2 separate regions of the Mus musculus genome follow, and region 2 is linked to region 1. Evidence: chromatin contacts called from public HiChIP or PLAC-seq data. All regions are on one chromosome and are shown on one strand. Each heading gives the region's core, a stretch centred on a gene start, on an enhancer-like site or on the middle of the called end of the contact. The rest is flanking DNA. Distances are from core to core; before and after follow the strand shown.

Region 1 (4,960 bases), core at 1,777-4,276:
CTACCTCGCTTAAGCCCAAGACTTCCCCACCTCAGACTCAGCAGCACCTTCCTCCCAAGCCCCACTCAGGAAGTCATAGGTGGCTGCGTATCTGGTCAGGAGTCACCACTTTCCTGTTGAGAACAAAGCCCTGGAGGAGTCCAGGTGCATGGGGGGCTGCTCTCAGCAGCCCATCAGACTGGAGATGCATGCGTGCATGAGACGAGAACATGGAAAATATACAGCTGTGTGCTGGGCTGACTGTGTCCTGGGCAGACTTGCTCCTGCGATCCTTACAATCCTTCTGCAGCTACATACAGCTCAGTGAAGGAAGGTGTGAGGTTCAAGAAGGCACAGCCTGTGGTAGAGCAGTGGGCTGTGCTCTTCCAACATGGAAGAGGTAAGAATGAGGCAGCACCGTGAAGTTTCAGAGCCTGGGATGTGTGTTAGAGCATCAGGTTCTTCAGGTTGTCAAATGACAAAGTGACCTCTGTATACCTTTCCATCCAACCAAACTGCCCTGTGCCTAGACAGATCTGGAATGGGATCACAGATCCACCACATGGTCGTATTTATTTATTTATTTATAGATAGGATCTCACTCTGTAGTCCTGGCTGGCTTAGAACTTGCTATGTAGACCAGGTTAGCCTTAAACTCACAGAGATCTGCCTGCTTCTTCTTCCAAGTGCTTGGCATTAAGTTGAGCACCACCATGCGCCACTATGGCAGCCTTCCCACACCCCACTCACCACACGGTCTTCAATATGTCTGAGCCTCACTTTCTGTATCTGTAAAATGGGGGATAAAAAATGTCTATTTTACCCAGTAGCTGAGGTGATCAAATGAGATGGTGTTCCAGTTTCATTTCTTTTGCTATGATAAAACACCCTGACGAAAAAAAGCAAAGTGAGAGGAAATTTATTTGGCTTACAATTCCAGGTTCAATTCCATCATTGATGGGGTGTGTTGGGGAGTCAAGGTAAGACTCTAAACAGCTAGTCAAATCACATCCACAGTTAGGGACAGAGGGAAACAAATGCATGGATACTTGCTCCTTTGCACGCAGCTTAGTTTCTCCACTCTTACACAATTTACAACCCCCTGCCTAGGGAATGGTGCCATCCACAGTGGGCTGGATGTTCCCACATCAATTAACTCAATTATGACAATCTCCCACTTTGTGCCCACAGGCCAACCCAATGTAGACAATCTCTCATTGAGACTCCCTTCCCAGGTCATGCCAAGTTGACCATTATAGCTAGCTGGCACAGTAGGCAAAGGTGTGGCAGGGGCCTTGACTGAAGTGACCTGCTCCAAAAGCTTCGATAATTTATTCAGGTGATGGTCACACCCTTCTTGTTTCTCACAATGAGAGATTTAAAATGGCAAATGACACTTACACAGTGTTTTGGCATCTATCAGCTTCCTTGATTCTCCCAGGTGGTCAGGTCAAGTTAGACTCTGTTATGTCTCTAGATAGAGTCAATGGTCTACCAAGCCTGGGGTGACACCAGGACATCTAGTGGCCAAGAGGTTACTCCATCCTACAGACTTCCAACTGAATCCTCCCCAGCCTGCTCAGCTAATGATCTCTCATCTCCTTGCCTGCTCTCAGAAAGGCATTCCCTTAACTCCGTCCTCAGCCTGACCAGCAACCCCCTGCACCCCACATGTCCTTTCCTTTTCCGACTGGGACACAAGGGAAGCACCCAACCTTCTGGATCCTTTTCTCTTGTCCTAGACGGGCGCCCCCCCCCCCCCACTCCAGCTCATCTCCCAGCTCCTGCTACCAGCATTAGAATACTCCCACACGGCTGTGGGCTAAGACAACAGGCACTGCTGCTCTGGTGCTACCTGTAAAGTGGTTTGTTTTTCTCAGTACTGGGATCAGACCCAAGGCTGCGTACAAGTGCTTGCTAACCAAGCCACAGTTCCAGCCTCGTTTTAAGTACTTTAACAAACATTTTGTCAATATTTCCCTCCAGTCTTTGGAGACCCTCCCCTACTCTATAGCCCAGGGGTCCAAGGCACAGATAAATTGAGTGACTTGCTCAAGACCTTAAAGCTAGAGAGGCAGGAAGGACTGAGACCAGACCTGTGCTTTAAAATGAGCTTGGCAATTATCCCAAATTCTTCTCCCATATCCACTCTCTCTTCTCACACTGCAATACAAAGTTTAAAGAAGATTGTCAGCACAGCTGCTGAAACTCCAGGGAATCTACTCAGCCCTGTCATAAGCCCACACACTGTCAAATGCTCCGGGCCTGCCCTAATTTCAGTCCCATCAGAAGCAGGCCAGTGGACTTCTAGCCTTCCTTTCTATGACAGCACTTTCCTTCACACCCTTCAGAGTTATTTTTTACACTGCGGTGGCTTTTTACAGGTCTCTTTCACCGCCTTCTCACCTCCATCTTCCTTAGTCTCATCTCCATGGCTCCCAGAATGGACAATCTATCTGCTGAACAGAGGCGTCTCATCCTCCTTCTAGTCTTTGGGGACCCACCTGGGCCACACCCCACACTTTGGAACATCTCGGTGACAGTGTCCAGATTGGGATCCCATGGCCTACATGCTGCCTTTAGCCTGGACATGCTGTCTAGTCGCCTACCTATGAATTCCTGCCTACCTGCCCCCTTTCCTTCAGCAGGTGATGTCCCCTGCCACATCAGAACGAGCTCAGAGCTGAGGGCAGAACCGAAGTGACAGCTTAAGGACCAGAGCACCGCTCAGGAAGGGAGAGAGGCTGAGTATGGTCGCACTTGGGGACCCTGGGGACCCGCGGGGGACGGGCAACCAACCTGTGCGCCGCCTTCTGCTCGCACCGGGCGGTAGCGTCCTTGGGGCAGAGAACCGGGCTGGGCTGGCGGAAGCCAAGGGAAGCTGGGCTGGGCAGGCGGGTGGGACTGAGCTGGGCTGGCTTCGGAGGCTGGCCGGGGGGCGGGCTGATCGCTCCTCCCTCAAGGAAACAGAACTGGAGTGCTTCTGTTGGGGTCCTGGTGCTAGCTGACTCCTAGCATTCCATCAGTGGCTGCACTCCTGAGATACTCAGCACACACACAAACAACATTGAGCTCCAGCCTGAAGTGCCGCAAGGCAAGAGTGGAAAAACAGCAAGCTTTACCACAGTGGATTCTTGTTAAGAGCCCAGCACCCGGTAAACTCTGCCAATCTCTGTGAACAATGCAGATGGCAGTGTGATAGTGCAGTGCTCTTGGCATTGGGCGCTAAAGAAACTGGGTGAAGCAGGGAAGTGGTTGTGCTTTTTAAGCTAAACACACGCAGCATTTGATACACACACACACACACACACACACACACACACACTCACTCACTCTTACTCCAAAGAGTTAGGGAACTTAGTGTCAGGATATAAGTTTAGTTTAAAAGATTAAAAAACCAACCAACCAACTGGTGTAATTTTTGCAAACCAGCAATCTCACAAGGGTGCCGTCTGTCCGCAGATGTCCGCTGGCTCCTGGTCAGATGGTCAGTGTTTCTTTATCTGGTTAATTTGGCTTGGGCTCCTTACTTGATTTCTAACTGATTGATTTGTTTGTTTTGAGACAAGGTCTTCCCGTGTAGCCCTGAAGACTCCAAACTGTAAGCCATGCTCCTGCCTCAGCTTCCCAAGCACAGGACCTACTTGGTTGGGCTTTTGTTTGGATGAGGGAGGTGTGTATGTCTCCCTCCCATAGCAGGTCTGCTGTTGGCTTCAGGTTTCTAGCAGGCAGGTGATACTGCATCTGGGTGGCTGGTGGAATAAAGACTTCTGGGGCTTGACTTGGAAAGGGGATGTCTGCCTGAAGGCAAGTGTTGTGTCTCAGGAACACGAAATACAACCTCTGTGATTTGTGCAAGCATGGTCAGAGGTGACCTCTAAGGATCTTCCATTCATCTGCTTTTATTTTATTTTATTTTATTTTATTTTATTTTATTTTTTGAGACAGGGTCTTGCTATGTAGTCTAGGCTGGCTTAGAATTGGTAAGCCTCCTGCCTCAGTTTCTCAAGTGCTAGGATCACAGGCATATGCCACTCAGCCCGCTGTGGGCCTTTGAATTCTAACAGTAACGGAGTCTACGAGCTCCCTGTGTCTCTGACATTAAAAGTCACTGGTTCTTTCTTAGTTTTTGGTTGTGACCCTAGCTTTAATGGCTGATCTACCTCTTGCACATAAAAGTCGCCGATTCTCAAGTGCAATTGGTGAAGTGACATTTCTCAAGTGTGGACGTTGTAAGATCCCCTCTCTGGTCTCACCTTTCTGGGACCACCCCTCTTTCCTCTCTGCCCTAGGGTAAAGAAAAAAGAGCAGGCAGTCTGACCTCACACTTCACGCGCCACATCCTGTTTTCAGATGAGTGAGTTCATATGCTGGAAATTTACCAAGGGAAATAGTTTAATTTCGGAAAGTACCCAAAACTCATCTGTAGTCACCCGGCTTAAATTTGGGGGCTCTTGAAACAGAGTGGGCATCACCGGAGGATCACTAAGTGCCCAGGGATCAGCCAGGCAGTGGAAATCAAAAGCCGAGCATGGATGAAGCTTTGGATTCAGAAAGAAAATAAACCATTTGGAGACCATTCGCCTCTACCCAGGTCACTTGTTTTACTTTTCTAAAGATAAGTTTCATAAGAGGAATCGTCTCCCTGGCAAAGGCCTCATATCTGGTAGGCTGTGACTGGGGCTGTGTGGGAGGATCAGGAAAGCAGACAAGGGCGACGGGGCATAGCTTAGCTGATGAAGAACTTGCTTGGTACTTTTGAGGACCTGGCTTCTCTCCCCAGCACCACATGAAACTGGGCGTGGAGTCAAACACCCCGAATATGGGTGAAGGGGATCAGAAGCATAAGGTTGTCTTTAGTTATACAGAGAAGCGCATGCTCGTGTGAGCACGTGATCATGTATGTCTCCGCCCATTTCCTTCTCACTCACACCTGTTCCTTTGGATCTCAGAGCCACTGAACCACAAAGGTTTCAGTCTC
Region 2 (4,960 bases), core at 1,155-3,654, 55 kb after region 1:
CAACCCTGGGCAAGCCAACTTCTTATAAGTCTAATGTCAAGATCGCACGTGATCAAAAAGGCCCTTTCCAGGTCTGAAACTCTGTGGTTCCAAGATAAAATGCAGGCAGGTCATTCTGTCCTGTTAGTGATGTGTTACCTTACTGCAAAGAATGATGCCCCTCTGGCAAACACCCCGGAGGGCAGAGAATCCCTGCTCTGGTTTGAATACCTCTGACCCTCCATCTGCTGCAGCCTAACCCACACCGGTGGTAGTGTAAGAGGGCAAGCTTTTTGGGAGGGTGTGGAGAGCCATTTACCCTTTGACATTTTACTCTTCTATACTTTAGCCATGTGAGGGTGACCCACTAAGACAGCAGCTGTAAAAACAGGAACAACCTTTGCCAGCCTCTCTATTACCTTGGTCTTGGACTTGAAAAACTCCAGAATAGGAGCCTGTTCTTTATAAACTGCCTAGACTCTGGTGTTTCATTGTAGCTACACAAATGGGCTAAGCAAGCCTGACCACTCCAGGACTTAAGCTTGGACGGAAAGCTGGTACCGCAAGGCCATTTGCAGGTCGCAAAGTCTTTAGTGGACTGACTGCTGAGACCACTGGAAGTGAAGTGTGAAACAGCTGTACCCCATTCTAGAGATGTCCTGGGCTCACAACAGGTACCCTATCCTCACAGGGTAATTTCCAAATACATTAGGGGAAGGGAGTTAGAAACGTAACCAAGTGTTTGAAGACAAGGAAAATGGAAGACAGAGTTCTGTCATAAGCCAACCTGTGTGTGGAGATGAAGAGAAATAAAGAGTAATCACGAATATGTTTGATTTTGGTTGAAGCACAGAGTGAAAAAAGAATTTTTTTAAAAAATCTATTTATTTATCTGTTTTTCAGACAGGGCTACTCAGATTAGCTTCACCTCACTATGTAGCTGTGGCTGACCTTCCGTTTCTGATCTTCCTGCTTCTGTCTCCCACGGCTGGGATTAGGGCAGGCACCACTGTATCGAGGGCTTCATGCATGCTAGGCAGCCACTCTACCAGCTGGCCCAGAAGTTGGATTTATTAACTTACCTTTGACACTCAAAATCCTTTCAACTTTGGTCTTGGGGACCAAATCTAATGGGATCCTGTATGGGAATTCCTTTCGTCTGTTAACAATACCTATAACAATAAAAATAGTAACAAAAACAACAATAATACAAGATTAGGTTTGCCCAGAGTCCTTTTTTTAAATTTAATCTAACTATTTTACTTATTCACATTATGTCTTGTTCATTGCTCCCGTCCCGGTCACTCCTACCCAATCTTCTGAGTGGATGGGGGACCCCTGGGTATCCTTCAACTCAGACATGCCCAGAGTTCTTAATGGAAAAAAAACAAGTTTTGATTATATATCTACTAACAAATAATTTTTCACAATAAAGCACATTAATAATAACATTAAAGTCTTAAAAAGAGAAAAATAGTCAAGGATTTTAATCAAACCCTAGGCTTGTATACTTTTCTTAAAGAACACACTGAATTTCGTGTAAGATTTCTGGTCTTTAAAAGGTATGACATAAATGACTTATATATCAACATTATCCACTAGGAAGAGGTGGCCTGCCCCAAATCACTGATATGGAATCTCTGTGTTGTCTGACCATCAGCTCCATCGGGAAGCGCGACCAGACACTCTTCCTACCTCCCCTCTCCCCGGTCTGACTTAAGCACTTTCCTATATGCACACAGCTCCACAGCTTCAGAAGGCCAGGGTCAGAGAATTTTAGATTACAGCTGTTTCCTATTGTATGTCATAAATAGGACCAGTTTAGTGGTTACATGGAGACTGTCCCAAGTGCTAAGAGTAACTGGCTGAGAATACTAGAGATGGACTATCTGTATGGCCCTCCCCCCCACACCCCTACACTCAGGGAACATCTTGGAAGATGGGGCATAACGAATATAAGAGCCAGAAGACGGGGGAAGAGCTCCACTGCGGCTGTGGCTCAGGGTCAAGCCAGTTAAAAGGTCCTGCAGGGATGAGGGAGGGGCCTCTGAGGCCGGTTGTGTAACAGTTTCTTCCGAGATGGAAACATTCCATCCTGCAGGAAGCTCCTTAAGCAGACAGGTAAACATTTCAAAAGTAGCCACAGGAAGTTCCAGGAAGACCAGATTCACTGGGTCCCTTCCTGCCAGACTAAGTGAGTAAAACTTCCGCCTCTCTGACAAGCAAAGCTGCAAAGAAGAGTCTGCAACAAGACCAGCTTCCTGGGAGAAGCAGAAACCAACCAGGCTTCCTGGAAGAGGTTTAGATCAGAAAGAACTGGAAATCACACCCTCCAGCCTGTGGCGCTGCCTACAGACTGTGCAGTGTGCTCCAGGCCCCCAGCTTTTGTGATCGGTCACTAACTCTGAGGTGACCTTTGGTGATGCATCAGTCTGTGAATCATGTCTGTTTCTGTAAGTCACCTGTCACTCAGATTCTGGTAAGTAAGCCCTGTCTAACTCATTGGTTCACCAAGTTGAACTTTGATGGTATTCTGACTCTGGTCTGTTGGGGATTCCCTATGGTGGATGGGGAGATATGTGCTTAGTCACCCCAGGGAAAGTATTGTCACACAACAGACTATGTCCCTCCTGGAGGAAGCTATTGGCAATTGATAGCTACCAAAGAAGGGAGAGTCGGTTTTCTTTAGGTAGGTAGACACTGGTAAGTTGCCTATACCCTGGTGGATGACCTCATATCCATGAATATATGGGTGACACTAATTGGACCCGGTGGGCTAAAAAAATAAAAATAATGAAGTAAATAAATAAAAATAAATAAAAGAGAACATGAAGTTGGGAAGGAGATGACTTGAGAGAGGTTGGGGTGGGTAGTGGAGATTAGCTATGATCAAGATTGTATTAATGTATGAAACATTTAAAGAATAAAAATACTGTTAAAATATCCTACCATCCCCCCAAAACATGATACTATTTGTCACTGTACTGACAGAGAGCCAAGCTTCCACTAAGTTAACTAAGCTGTTATACAAGCTGTTTTTATTTTATTTTCTGTGTAACAGAGCCCTGATTCTCCTGGACTCACTTTGTAGACCAAGCTGGCCTCAAACTCAGAGATCTTCTTGCCTCTGCCTCCCAAGTGCTGGGATTAAAGGGGTGCACCACCATGCCTGGCTGTTTTTATTGTTTTAAAATTGTACAGGGATACTACAGGTGGTGCCAAGATCCAAGGTGCAACTGTAGGGCTCATCAAAGTCACCATGGTGAAAATCCAGCTCTAGCACTTAGCATAGTCCCTGGCAAGAGGAAGATGCTATGCGTAAGTTCTGAGATCTCATGGATGAGATGGCTTTGGTAAAGATATAAGAACATTCCTCAAGAAGCATCTTTGTTATTTAGCCCTTGATAAACCTGAAGATACTGAGTTAAAATGAGTCAGTGAAGGTATTTAGGAAGTTTGAACTAAGGGTGACAGGGTATGGAGTTTACAGAGCTTAGTTAGCTATGGCATGTGCCTCCAGGTAGAACACAGTGTTTCTATGTTGCATTTACTCCTTTGTTACAGAGAGGTAAGGATGTTTTCAAAGGATTTTTTGAGGGTAAAAATAATGCAGACAAAGAACCAGAATACAGTGATGTTGTAACAATTTAACAAGAGCTGTAGTAGTCTGTCTGGCTGAAAATAGTTGTAGCCCACAGATTCTAACTTTTAGAAGCAGCCTGTACTTAGCTCAGGATTCAGTTGCCAATGTGGGAAAAGCTCTTTCGTTGAGAAGATTCATAGTGTATCAGCTGAAGAAGAAGAGATGGAGCAGTGGAGGGGACTTTGAGAGATCATCTGACTGTGTTGTCTCTAAAAGTGCCTTTTGCAGAGTGACTTTGTTTTCAGGTGTTCTTTAGACAGAGGCTTTTATAATAAAACAGCCTGTTACTGTCGTTATGAATAGACTGTGGAGTGCAGGGGATGAGTTGTATTGCAATGTGTTCGAATTGTAATGTCCACTAAATAGAGTTATGTTTGACCCCACTCAAACAGATCCAGACAGTTACATTAAAGTTACATTTTAATTCTGTGGCTGGAAAATAACACATAAAAATTAAAATCATTTTTCCTACCACGAATTCCCTTAGGGTCCAGAATCACGCCGGCATAGCTTTCCCTCTTGACTCCTTCTGGCTAAAGAGAAACCAGAAAACATTCCATTAAGGGCATAATTACATATATAAGACATGAATTTCCTTGGATCAAGTTCCTCCAGTCCACTTTGCCAGTTAAAAAATTAAAAAAAAAAAAAAAAAAACAAACGCTCCTTCTCTGAAAAGGCAAACTTGATATGAATACTTCAATGCATACATGCAATGAAAAGATTCTGGCTATTTGAACATTGGTCAGAGTGAATGCTTAAATGGATGTTCTTATCGGCCAGATTATTGGTCGGAATACTTTGTACATATTAACTCATTCAGTTTCCACGAACCTCTGGGAGGTAAGTGCTACAATAACAGATGAGGAAGCCAACAAGGAGATCAGTCATTTATTCTGTGTAATGCTGATAGGAAGCTCGGAGCCAGGACTGAAAGTGAAGAAGCTTGCTCTATTTCCTAGTGTGATACAGACATGAGCAGGAATGAGCAGGGCCTGAAAGAATCGGCACAAAAGATTCGGCACAGCTTTTCTTTTCAACAGGGACTCTGTGAATTGGCCATGGTGGCCTCAAACTTGCCTCAGCCTCCTGAGTAGTTGGGATTACAGACATAAGTCATGTGCTGGCTGAATCCGCATTTGCTGAAGTTAATGGCATAGCTCAAAACAAGCCAAAGAATGAAGGCTTCGGATGACCTGAGAAGTCGTTAACTCGCCAAACTAGCCATGTAACACTTGGAGGAAAAATATTTCATTTTAAATTAGAAAATCATAATTGTGGAATTTTAATGTCAGGAGAACACTCAGCAAATGGCAGGGCCAACAATACTTAATGTGT

What was found. HiChIP or PLAC-seq counts read pairs in DNA pulled down with a chosen protein or histone mark.
Region 2: a contact with region 1 is called in a CTCF HiChIP or PLAC-seq map of CD8 T cells, with 39 read pairs. The contact joins the enhancer-like site here to the promoter of Traf1 in region 1. A contact is called at or near these places in 1 of 39 promoter capture datasets (the SN4741 cell line), 1 of 15 datasets of contacts at CTCF or cohesin (CD8 T cells), 3 of 484 Hi-C or Micro-C datasets (Th1 cells, bone marrow-derived dendritic cells and extraembryonic ectoderm), 5 of 115 datasets of contacts at active chromatin or transcription factors (CD8 T cells, Th2 cells, bone marrow-derived dendritic cells and 1 more) and 3 of 9 other capture datasets (adipose tissue, liver and pancreatic islet).

What each region holds. Positions count from the first base shown.
Region 1 is chr2:34,958,746-34,963,705 of GRCm38.p6, forward strand. It overlaps Traf1 (TNF receptor-associated factor 1), which reads right to left and starts at 3,027. Exons shown (of 10, transcript NM_001326601.1): 1 at 2,779-3,027; 2 at 730-768. It overlaps Gm52552 (a long non-coding RNA gene), which reads left to right. Exons shown (of 3, transcript XR_003954034.1): 2 at 2,625-2,727. It overlaps Gm46733 (a long non-coding RNA gene), which reads left to right and starts at 3,958. Exons shown (of 2, transcript XR_001783275.1): 1 at 3,958-4,336; 2 at 4,443-4,560.
Region 2 is chr2:35,014,002-35,018,961 of GRCm38.p6, forward strand. It overlaps Hc (hemolytic complement), which reads right to left. Exons shown (of 41, transcript NM_010406.3): 22 at 4,095-4,155; 23 at 1,062-1,151. Among named protein-coding and RNA genes, the nearest start is that of Hc, 45 kb to the right of the region's middle. Within about 2 kb of position 2,405, at least 18 of the 459 cell types and tissues checked have an H3K27ac peak or open chromatin away from gene starts, as enhancers often do. A contact at or near this core is called in CD8 T cells and Th2 cells, where this site is marked.